Regions from separate parts of the Dromaius novaehollandiae genome. Here region 1 is linked to region 2. Evidence: chromatin contacts called from public Hi-C data. All regions are on one chromosome and are shown on one strand. The core of a region is the stretch at or near the end of the contact, and the rest is flanking DNA. Distances in the headings are between cores, read along the strand shown.

Region 1 (5,008 bases), core at 1,250-3,749, 160 kb after region 2:
AGGATTTTTGTCTATAATTCAGCATGTTTGTGGAACCCTTAACAATGTTCCAATCTTCCATCCGAAAACTGCCTTGTCACCTTCTGATTTACAGCATTTTCCATTGCCTTTACACTGTTCTTCTTACTCGGTATTTCTTACAAGGCAGGTATTGTCAAATCTCTTTCTTCAAACATATAATAACCACCTTTTGTATCGAGCAGGCGTATAAATTACTCGGCTTATATGACAGAACAGAAAATAAAGAGTTGAGTATCTGGCAGAGATGCCAAAGAGTGATGTTATTATAACCTTACTGTGAAAGATTTGCCAACAGAAAGTCACATATCAGTGAGGGAACCAATGACAATATTTGCAGGAGGAGGCTTTATTACACCAAATATTAAAAAACATTATTGTATGATATATTTACAGACAAATCACACCTCTCTTATCAGGATGTTCAATAGCCATCCATGCATGTAACAGATGGGATTTATAGCTTTGATACACCACAGGCACTGAAGGGCATATAATCACAGGTTTACTTGTCAGTTTTATGGCCTTATTGTTCAGAACTTCTTGGGAATTTTCCCAAGGTGTCCATTTTTAAAAGGAAAATGTTGTTCCTGGAAAATTAAAATCTTGCAGTTTTCCAGTTTTCCTTTGAGAAACTTATAACAGGAAAAGCAAATCCATTGCAAGGTCGAATGGTCCAAACAGAAGTTTGGAAACCGAAGCACAGTGCTTGATTTTGAGCAGCCTAAAATATCCACCCGTCTTTGCTTGTGCTGCTATCATACCCAGGGGACTTTTGTTCTGATGCTTTGCCCCATCATTTTCTCAAATAGGCTTGGCTTCCCGATGCACTTGTCATCTTCCTCTGGTGAAGCAACGCAATATCCCCCAGCAGCCAGCCAAACACGGGGGTACATTGGGGATGTAGTTTGGCAAGGAAGCCTGGGCAGAGAGCTAAAAGGAAGCCCACTGAAATCTTACAGGAAAAGCTGAAAAATTCATTGCATAGGGAAAAATATGATTACAGGGTTGAGTGGCAGCTTAGGGAAAAGTACCTGTAGCCAGCTCTTCGTGTTGCAATTACCTGTCTAGACTTGTACAGTCCAGCAGAGCCTTCTTTAAGTCGCAGAAAAAACTTGTCTTTCCAAGGAGCATCAGGACGACACAACACAGCCACTGAAACAGAAAATCAAAACATTATCTCACCGGATCTGTTCTCGCTGGCTGACTGCATCTTGAGGCGACCCTGTTACCTAGTGACTGGTGGAAACAGATAACCCTTTCCTGAGTATCACCCATGGTACACAATCAATAATGTGCAGTATTATAATCAGCGCTTTCTGCTTGATTTATCACTGCTTTTCAGCAATCAGCTGACCTTGGACTAAAGCTTCGGATCAAACTGGCTAAAGTGGAAGAAAGCTAAAAAGCTCTTGGTAGTCATTTGATAGCGGTCGGCATCTGGTCCAGTGCTCCACCTCATGGCAGCAACACAGATGTGCAAGGGAAGAATTACAGCTGTGGTTTAGCCTCATGGGCTTAACGGGATGATGAATGACACTGTTTCCTTCTTTGCAAAATAATTGCTGAGTGTCACCAAATTAAACAGACTCTCAACTGATTCTCTTCTCCCTTTACATGACAGAGACAGAGACAGAAAATCGGTGTTCAGGTGCAGCTGAAACCTGAGTGTTGCACTTTTTCTGTACGAGGCCCAGAAACCTCATGCAGCCTTTGGACGCACTAAATCATTTCCCCTGTGTCCCTTATAGGTGAGGTGGGTAGAGTTTCCCACGGTAAAGGCTATCCAGTGCCTCCCAGTATCATACCATATTTTCATGTGTTTATCAGAAATTATTTACAAATAATTAGGAGGCTGCAAATTTTCAGGCCCAATGTCTGCTTTAGAGCAACTTTCCACTAAAATACTTCAGGAAACAAGATAAGAAGGAAATAAATGTGCATCTGTGCTAAAACAGGCTTTCAAACATTATTTTCATTTTCAGCTGCTTTAGCAGTAGCACATTTTGGATCAGGAACCTGAAATTTCTGGGTTGAGGAAGAGCCTGATGGTGTGTTTGCTTCTTGCTGTTTCCATCAGAACTTAACCGAAAATTTAAAACATTGTGGCCTCAGTTCAGAATATTTAGCCATCTCGTTCTCTGGACACAGGCTCTGCTTCCTCACAGCTCCCACAGCCCTGCGGGGTATTTAGCGCAGACTGTGGCCATCCCGTTGCCGGTTTCTCCGGCAGCCAGGGACGCCAAGGCCATGCCGTGGTTTGCCGCTTCTGTAGCGGTGAGCACCCTGCTTCATGCCAGAGCATGGCCCCGCCACCCTGGGTATGTTGGGGGCTCCCATTTTTTTTTTCCTCCCATAAAATGCATCGATGGCTCAAGCAAGGACTGGAAAGCTGTTGCTGCCCAGCCTGCAGCCAAGGCGGGAGAAGGCAGCTCGGCACCGGCTGCAGGGCCTGCGTCCGCGGGGCCGGGGAGCCTCCTCGCTGGAGCTGCACAGGGCGAACTGCTCCCCGACTCGCAGGCTCTGCTGCCCTCCCGTGGCACAAGTAGTAAAATGGGCCTTTTTGGAGAAATTCAAAGGCATGCTTTGAATATGACGTCTTTCTTTCATTTGTGACTTTTAATACAGGTTTACAGGCAGCTTGGCAAGTGCAGATGGATCCCTCAAAGGTAAGCTTTGCACAGTAGTAATACTGCAAATTGATCACCGCTGAACTTCTGCACGTTCAAAGCCACGTGCAGTAAAAAATCTGACCTTTCAACAAACTCTGCGGGAAAGGTCTTAAAATTATACTTAATAAACCAACTTATCAAGCTGTGCTTTCCCATGCACTGGGTCCTGTTCTCCTCTTTGGTAAGTATTTCTTTTTATAACACCATTTTGCTCTTCAGTAATGCCCTCCATCTAAGGTTATCAAAATGCTAATCAGTTAGGCCTCCCAAGAGCCCATTACCTGGAAAAATATTACTCATCCTGCAAGCAAAACACAGCCTCCAGCTCTGCTTTGGATGGATATTAAAAAAAAAGAGTATTCAAGCCTAATGGTAATAGTGAAAAATTTGTTTGCGTTAGGTTCTTCTTCCTGCTGTTGCCAGTAAACATTGTATTTTATAAAAGTATCAAATTATAGATCAGAATTATAGATCAGAATTCAGCCTGCTTCTCAACTGGGAGAAGCTCCGGTTCTCTGAAGGTAGTAAAGTACATGCAAACATCTCTCAGTACACTTCATCCATTTCTAGCTGTAACTCAGTAATCCTTTGCTTTTATTGCTTTAGCTTAATTTTAGTACAAGATTTTCCTTGCCATTCACCTGCCCGCTGCTAAATCCCATGATAATATTTGCAGCGTGGTGTACAAGTGTGGGCATGCTGTAGCAATTATAGACACCAGAAAAAGTTTGTTATAAAATGGCTAGTAACGTAATGGCTAGTATGCAAAGCACTAAACCCACCGCATCATGGGTTAGCTGCCACATTCAAATATAGGTCACATGTGCAAAAGCAGATTTGAAAAGATAAGCTGCTAAACTCTCCCATCTCTGGGAGACAGTCAAGCTGACAGACTAAAACAACTGAGCTAACTTGATCTTTAATCCAGCACTGTCGTAAACTATCTAGAAAGATATTATCAAGCAGTAAGTGGCACGCATAGATGACTTGAAGGGTAAGAACTGGAAATCACTATGAGAAACTGAGAAAATCAAGATTTTGAGAGCTAAAAACTACTGTAATTGCATAATTGCATAAAGTACAAGGCAGAAGAAAGTCAGCCCTCTTTCCATGATTCCAGACAAGCAAAAAATGTTTGGTGTTAATCTGGATTAATTCCTGCGTTGGCTCACTGCGTGTCTGTGCAGATGCTGTGTCAGCACAAGTGAAAGGCAACACAGACCTGCTCATAGTAAGGGAGAAGGGAAGATCACTGTTTTCTTGAGTTTTTCCAGTTCAAACTGAGTTGTTTTGCACAGTGACACTTCTGTGACTCTTGAGGATGCTTTGAGTAACTAGCTTTTCCAAGGTCCTAAAGATCTCATTTTAAACTGAGTTAGTAGACAGCTGTGTTAAGATGCAAGCAGGCCTGTGATCCTAAACTAGCTCCAGAAGAGGATGGGTAGGCTTCCACACCTAAAGGTGCTTGCTTAATAAAAATATAACCCCAGACACTTCTGTTAAGGTCTCCTAAGGAGGAATTCTTTCAGCTGTGGAGAGCCTCATTACACCTGCCAGGCTGTTTCTAGTTTCTACTCCAAAGAGAGTCAGGTGGAGGAATTCAACCCTTGGGAAGAACGGATGTAATTAGAAAAGGGCTTGGGAATTCCTTGGGAAGACTGTGTTTGATCCTGTTGTCAAGTTTCATCTATACGAGTGAATGAAGGGCTGTGGTACAGAAAGAAAGAAATCTTTTGTTTTGGTATTGTAAGGTTTTATAGCTGTCAGAGGGCTGGAGAAAACATTGCACTGGAGACTGTCAGGGTGCAAATACTGTGTGCCAGGAGGTGACTTTGCTGACGCTGTTATTTTTAGCCGCTAAATTCTATTTCCCTTTTGAAAGAGAGTAGTCAAAAAGATGAAGTGGGTGTGCAGTACAAAGAAAGGCTCTTAGGAGTCAAGCCAGAAACTTGTGTGATTCTGCTGAGGTAGCAATGCTTCCACTGAAGGAATCCTGAGCAGAAAGTCTGCTAATACTGGATGAAGGCAGTGAGTGGCATCATGGTATCACAGAAGAAGCAGCAGAGGAAAAATGAGATGATTTACATGGCAAAGATAAAGATCAGATGCAGAGGAAAGGTTGTTCTCAGGATGGGGATCCTGCCTGTATTTCAGTGTCCTGTTTCCAGTGTCCATGTGCAATCATGATAATCAGTATCTGCTGCAGATTATGGAAAGCAAGCCATTTGCCAATGGAGTTTGTGTTGCTTTCTCTCGATCCTGCAATCCCCACCGGCAAGAAGAAAAGCAGTTAAGTCTCCCTCTCTCCTTCAAACTCC
Region 2 (4,897 bases), core at 1,050-3,549:
ACAGACTTTCACCAAAATAATTACATTGGTTGCAGTTCACACTTACTGAAGTGTTGGTACAGGTCATGTGTGTGCGAATACTCCTGCTATTGTCACTATTTGTACCAGAACAGTGCCTCGGGTCAAACAAGAACAGGTCTTCCTTGTACCAGGCATCCTAGGAACTCTCAGAAACTGCCAGCTCCTGCAGTAAAAAGCTTACATCAAAATAAAGGTGTCCTTTTAAAATTTAGTTTAAAAGTTTTTTTCTTTTTTAACTGCAGGTTCACCGTTATTTACAGGTATGAGTAGATCTGATTTTATTTCAGTGTAATGTGTGTATCATTCATCTCTAGCAGTAGTATGGTATACAAAGCTTTGTGGGAACTGCTTGTGATGGTTAGTGCATAATGGCCAGTCAGTTTGCTTAAGACCAGAAGGTAAGTAATTACCAGTGCTATGAGATAGCGTCAGTCTGAAAAGAGCTTTATACAAAAGAATTTTTTCTTACCATTGGTTGTATCATTTATGTCATTAAATGAGTATATTTCTTCTAACCTTAGCCAAATTGCGTAATTCAGTGCATCATACTATAAACTGGCACTTGAGAGTACTCTGCAGACTTCCTAGGTTTTTATAAATAATTTTGATGCTAACATCCAACAAAAGTATTCATAGAATTTGATAAGTAATTGATGTGTTACTAAAATCTTCCTGAAAGTGTTTAAATAGCAATTCTCTTGTCAAATGCATGCCTATTTCAGCACAACTGCTTTGTAACCTAACACGTGATGGACATCGTCACAGGGATTGTGGTCCATCTAGTCACGTATTCTCTTTGCGAGCACTCAGTACAAAAGGTTTTGTGACAAAAACTCCCAGACCCTTCCAGTGACAGTTCACCTCTCAAACAGATAATTCGTGTGACTCTAAATACTACCATGAATATCAGATGAAAGCATTTTCTGTAGGGCAGGCTCATGACTCCAGTCATAACTGCTGGCACCTCTCTCAGCATCATGATCTCTCATTTGAGAACTATTGTACTAAAAGAAGCTGCTAGAGACTCAGCTGCAGATATAGTCTGGGAAATAATCTGCTTGTCATGGGTACCATCTCTTTCCCAGTCTCCCTAAATTAGAGCTGGGTTTAAACTTTGAAATATGAGGTTTTATACTTTCTCTAAACATTTTGCTAGCAGCAGGTAAAACAGCCCTGTAAATCCCTTCTAAATTCTTGACCTCAGCAATAGCCAGTGTAATGAGTTCCACAGTTTAATGGCACCTACATGTATTCTATACAATGTAGTTTTTTTTTTTTGGTCCTAACCTGCTTGTTCAAATCAGGAAATTGGAAATGAGATCTGAGTTCCATTACTACCTTTGCCAGCTGAGGGAGGGAAAAAAAAAGAAAAAATGTGGATAAATTTTATCATCTCTCTCTGTATGGCATCCATATTGCACACAGCATTACAGAGCTGTTAAACAGTTTAAAGGTCTTAAAGGGAGCTTTTTTTGTTGTTTTTCTTAAATAACTGTTCTGCCTCTTGGATTACTGGAGGATATTCAACCCCCTGCTCCTTGCAGTACTGCCTAGGTGCCCCCGCTCGTCCGGGACCCTCGCACCGACGGGTGCTCCAGGGCAGCGTTTCAGCTCCCCGTACTTTCCCAAAGCCGGAGGGAGGGGAACACCACCGGGGCTGCAGCGAGTGGCGGGTTGGGAGCTTTATTGCTGTTCTCAGCAATGGTTGCACAAGAGCCACCGCACACCGAAGATGCTCAAAACTCAGCCCGTGAGGCGCCGTCAGCTCGGGGCTGCCCGCCTCCCGCAGCCGCCAGGGCGAGGCGGCCACTTCCCGCCGCGGGGGCCACGCCAAAGGGAGATTCACCGAGCCAAAAATCGCCTTTCCCCCCGCCCGTTCTCCAAGAGACCCCCCAGCCCGCGCCGCGCGGCGGCTCCCCTCACGGCGCGCACCGAGGCAGGCAGGGAGCGGGCGGCCTGCGCGGGTGCGCAGGTGCGCGCACACCTCCGGGCGGCTCCCCCCGGCCTCCTGCGCGCCGGGGGCCGCGCTGCCCCCAGCCCCCCGCGGCCCCGCCGGCCTCGGCCTCAGCCTCCCTCCCCGGGACGGCGACGACCACCGCGCGACGACACCGCAGCCGTGAGGAGACGGGCGGGGGGGGAGGGGCAGGCTGAGCCGCCCAACGGCCGGGGGCCGCGGCGCTTCCCGCGCACCTCACGCCGCCGCCGCTGCCCTCGGCGGCTCCGCGGCCATTGACGTCAGGGAGGGCGGCACGTGACCCCGCCGGAGCCAATCGCGTGAGGCCGGAGCCGCGCCGGCGAGAGTCTCTCGGCAGCGCTCTCTCCGCGCGCCTCCTCCTCCTCCTCCTCCTCCTCCCGCGGCAGCGGCGCGCACGGACACACACTCACACACGCACTCACACACACACACACATACGCGCGCGCGCACACACACACACACACACACACACACACGGACACACACACACCCCACGCGCGCCCCCGTCCCCACGCAGGCACACAGCGGCGCACACACGCACCCACATACATGCACACACGCGCCCGCCGCCGCACGCACTCGCGCACACGCCCCGGGGGGAAGGAAGGAGCCGCGGCCGGACGCCCCGCAGCCCCCGCCGCCGCCGCCAGGAGCCCCCGCCGCCGGCTTTTGTCTGCTGCCCCCGCCGCCAGCCCACCCTCCGCTCCGCTCCGCGGGCAGCCGCCCGGCAGCATGGATGTGGCGCTCTGAGAGCCGCCGGAGGAGCCGGGCAGAGCGGAGCGGGGCGCCCGCCGGAGGGCAGATTTTGAAGTTTGAATAAGGATCTTTTTTATCGCTTCCCTTTCCCCCCTCCCCTTTTTTCTTTTATTTTTTCTTTTTTTTCCCCTTGTGGCTGAATCCCTTCCCCCATCTTCCTTGACAGTTTTTTTTCCTTCAGCGTTTTTTAATCTGCTGTGTGGGGTTGGATTTTATTTTTTTTAAAATACCTATCTATCTAGCTAGCTCTCCTACCTATAGAAACCTTCCTCTTCGAGGCGGCTAGCGCTAAGCAAGATACAGACCCGCAGGCTGCTATGGATTTTAACGGCAGCTCTGGTGGGGGCAGCGATCACAGACAGATAGAGGAGAGCAAGCCATTGCTGGGTGAAATGTCTGCGACGGAGGGGAATAAAATGGGTGCTGCTCCGTGCCGGCGAGCGCTGCTCCACTGCAACGGCATGAGGTACAAGCTGCTGCAGGAGGGGGACATCCAGGTGTGCGTCATCCGGCACCCCCGGACATTTCTCAGCAAGATCCTCACCTCCAAGTTCCTGCGGCGGTGGGAGCCGCACCACTTGACCCTGGCGGACAACAGCGTCGCCTCGGCCACGGTAAGCACCGGGCCCGGCGACGGTGGGGGCCCGGCCGCCGCGGCCGTTGGCGCTGAGGGGCCGCCGGCGGCCGTTGGTTGTGCCGCGCGCGGCCGTTGGCGCTGAGGGGCAGCGGCGGCCGGCGCGGGGCGGCCGCGTGTGCGGGAGGACAACTCGGAGGGAAATGCGGGCTCTCTGTGGCAATTTGTGCCGGGCTGCCGCTCGTGAGCGCTCCCCAAGCGTGTCCCTCCCCCTGAGGTGTGTGTGGGGAGGGGGATGTGCGGGTGGGGGGGCTGCGTTTGGGTGAATCCTGAAATGCCGTGTGGGTTTGTTTTTTCATCTTTATAATCCTAGCGATGGTTGATTTTGTAATTACAGCCTTTTTCTTTTTTTTTTTTTTTTTTGAGCAAATGATTTTTTATTGCTTTTTTCCACCTCTTTCCCTGCTGGCAACACAAGACTGACATGAAATTAAGCTTGAGCAGTTCCTTTCTGAAACCGAAGTCTGCGATATGTGCACTGACATATTGGCGAAGTTGGAGGTGGGGAAGGTAGAGGATGCTTTTAATTTGAAAGCAAATGCTTGGGTTTTGCACGGCAACTACCGTGCTGTGGTTCAGGCCTTGTTTTGGGTTCTGATTTGGCGGTCGCATATCCTGCCCAGACACTGACAATGTGATCTTAAAATATGGAGATTCCTGTAGGGTTTTTCCTTCTAATGGAAAATAATGCAAGAGAAAAACGTAAGGTGGTAATATCAACATTACAAGAAATGTACAAAGGCAGATGCAGTCTTTAAAAATGTGATTTATATTTACATGTATACTTAAAATTTCAGTGGGCAATATTACTGGAACGTTTATAGTATGAGATGTGACGACACCCAGATTTAGTCTGGTAGCAATTAACACAGCTCACAAAACATGTTTTACACCAATTTATAACCACACAGTTCAGTTACGCTCGTTTTTGATTTATATGTAAATATCTCATTTTTGTGAATGGTTTCATTCTGGCCTTCCTATAGGACGCTCATGACATGAGAGGGCGAATTGGCTTTTATGTAGGTTTCAATTAATGGTGGATTTAAATGGGTTTCAGCCAGGCTGTGATGTGCTCGGAGGCTGTTTTTTTTTCGTTTGTTTGTTTTACACTTTGATATAGAGACACATAATATGTGTAAGTGTCTTTTCTGCATCATACTCTGCTACAGCCTATTCAAAGCAGGTTTTCAATGCGAGCTGCTTTAACCTTCAGGTAGGCCAGCTGCCTGTTCTCACAGAGTTCTTCTTTTGTGCCTGCAAAACTGTCACAGTGAGACCTTCACCTCCTGTTTCCACTGTACTGTTGAGGATGTTTCCAGGGGAATATTTTTCTTTCTTCTTTGAAGGAACTGCTGTAAAAAGGGAGGAGGACGAGTCAATGGAGTGTTGCTGGAGAGTACCTGAAAAGACATGAGCACAAGTAGTTTTTGCAGTTCTTGGTTCTGTTAAGATACCATCAGTGCAAAGGGGAAGTTGAGTATCAGTGGAAATGAGGCATTTTCCTGGCA

What was found. Hi-C and Micro-C count contacts between places; a contact is called where the count stands out from the background.
Region 1: a contact with region 2 is called in a Hi-C map of liver, with 8 times the contacts expected there. The contact joins the enhancer-like site here to the promoter of CMIP in region 2. A contact is called at or near these places in 3 of 4 Hi-C or Micro-C datasets (brain, liver and ovary).

What each region holds. Positions count from the first base shown.
Region 1 is chr13:20,044,967-20,049,974 of bDroNov1.hap1, forward strand. No RefSeq gene overlaps it. Among named protein-coding and RNA genes, the nearest start is that of PLCG2, 8.3 kb to the right of the region's middle. Within about 2 kb of position 2,500, at least 1 of the 2 cell types and tissues checked has open chromatin away from gene starts, as enhancers often do.
Region 2 is chr13:19,886,434-19,891,330 of bDroNov1.hap1, forward strand. CMIP (c-Maf inducing protein) reads left to right here and starts at 2,300. Exons shown (of 21, transcript XM_026092579.2): 1 at 2,300-3,366. The coding sequence starts at 3,070.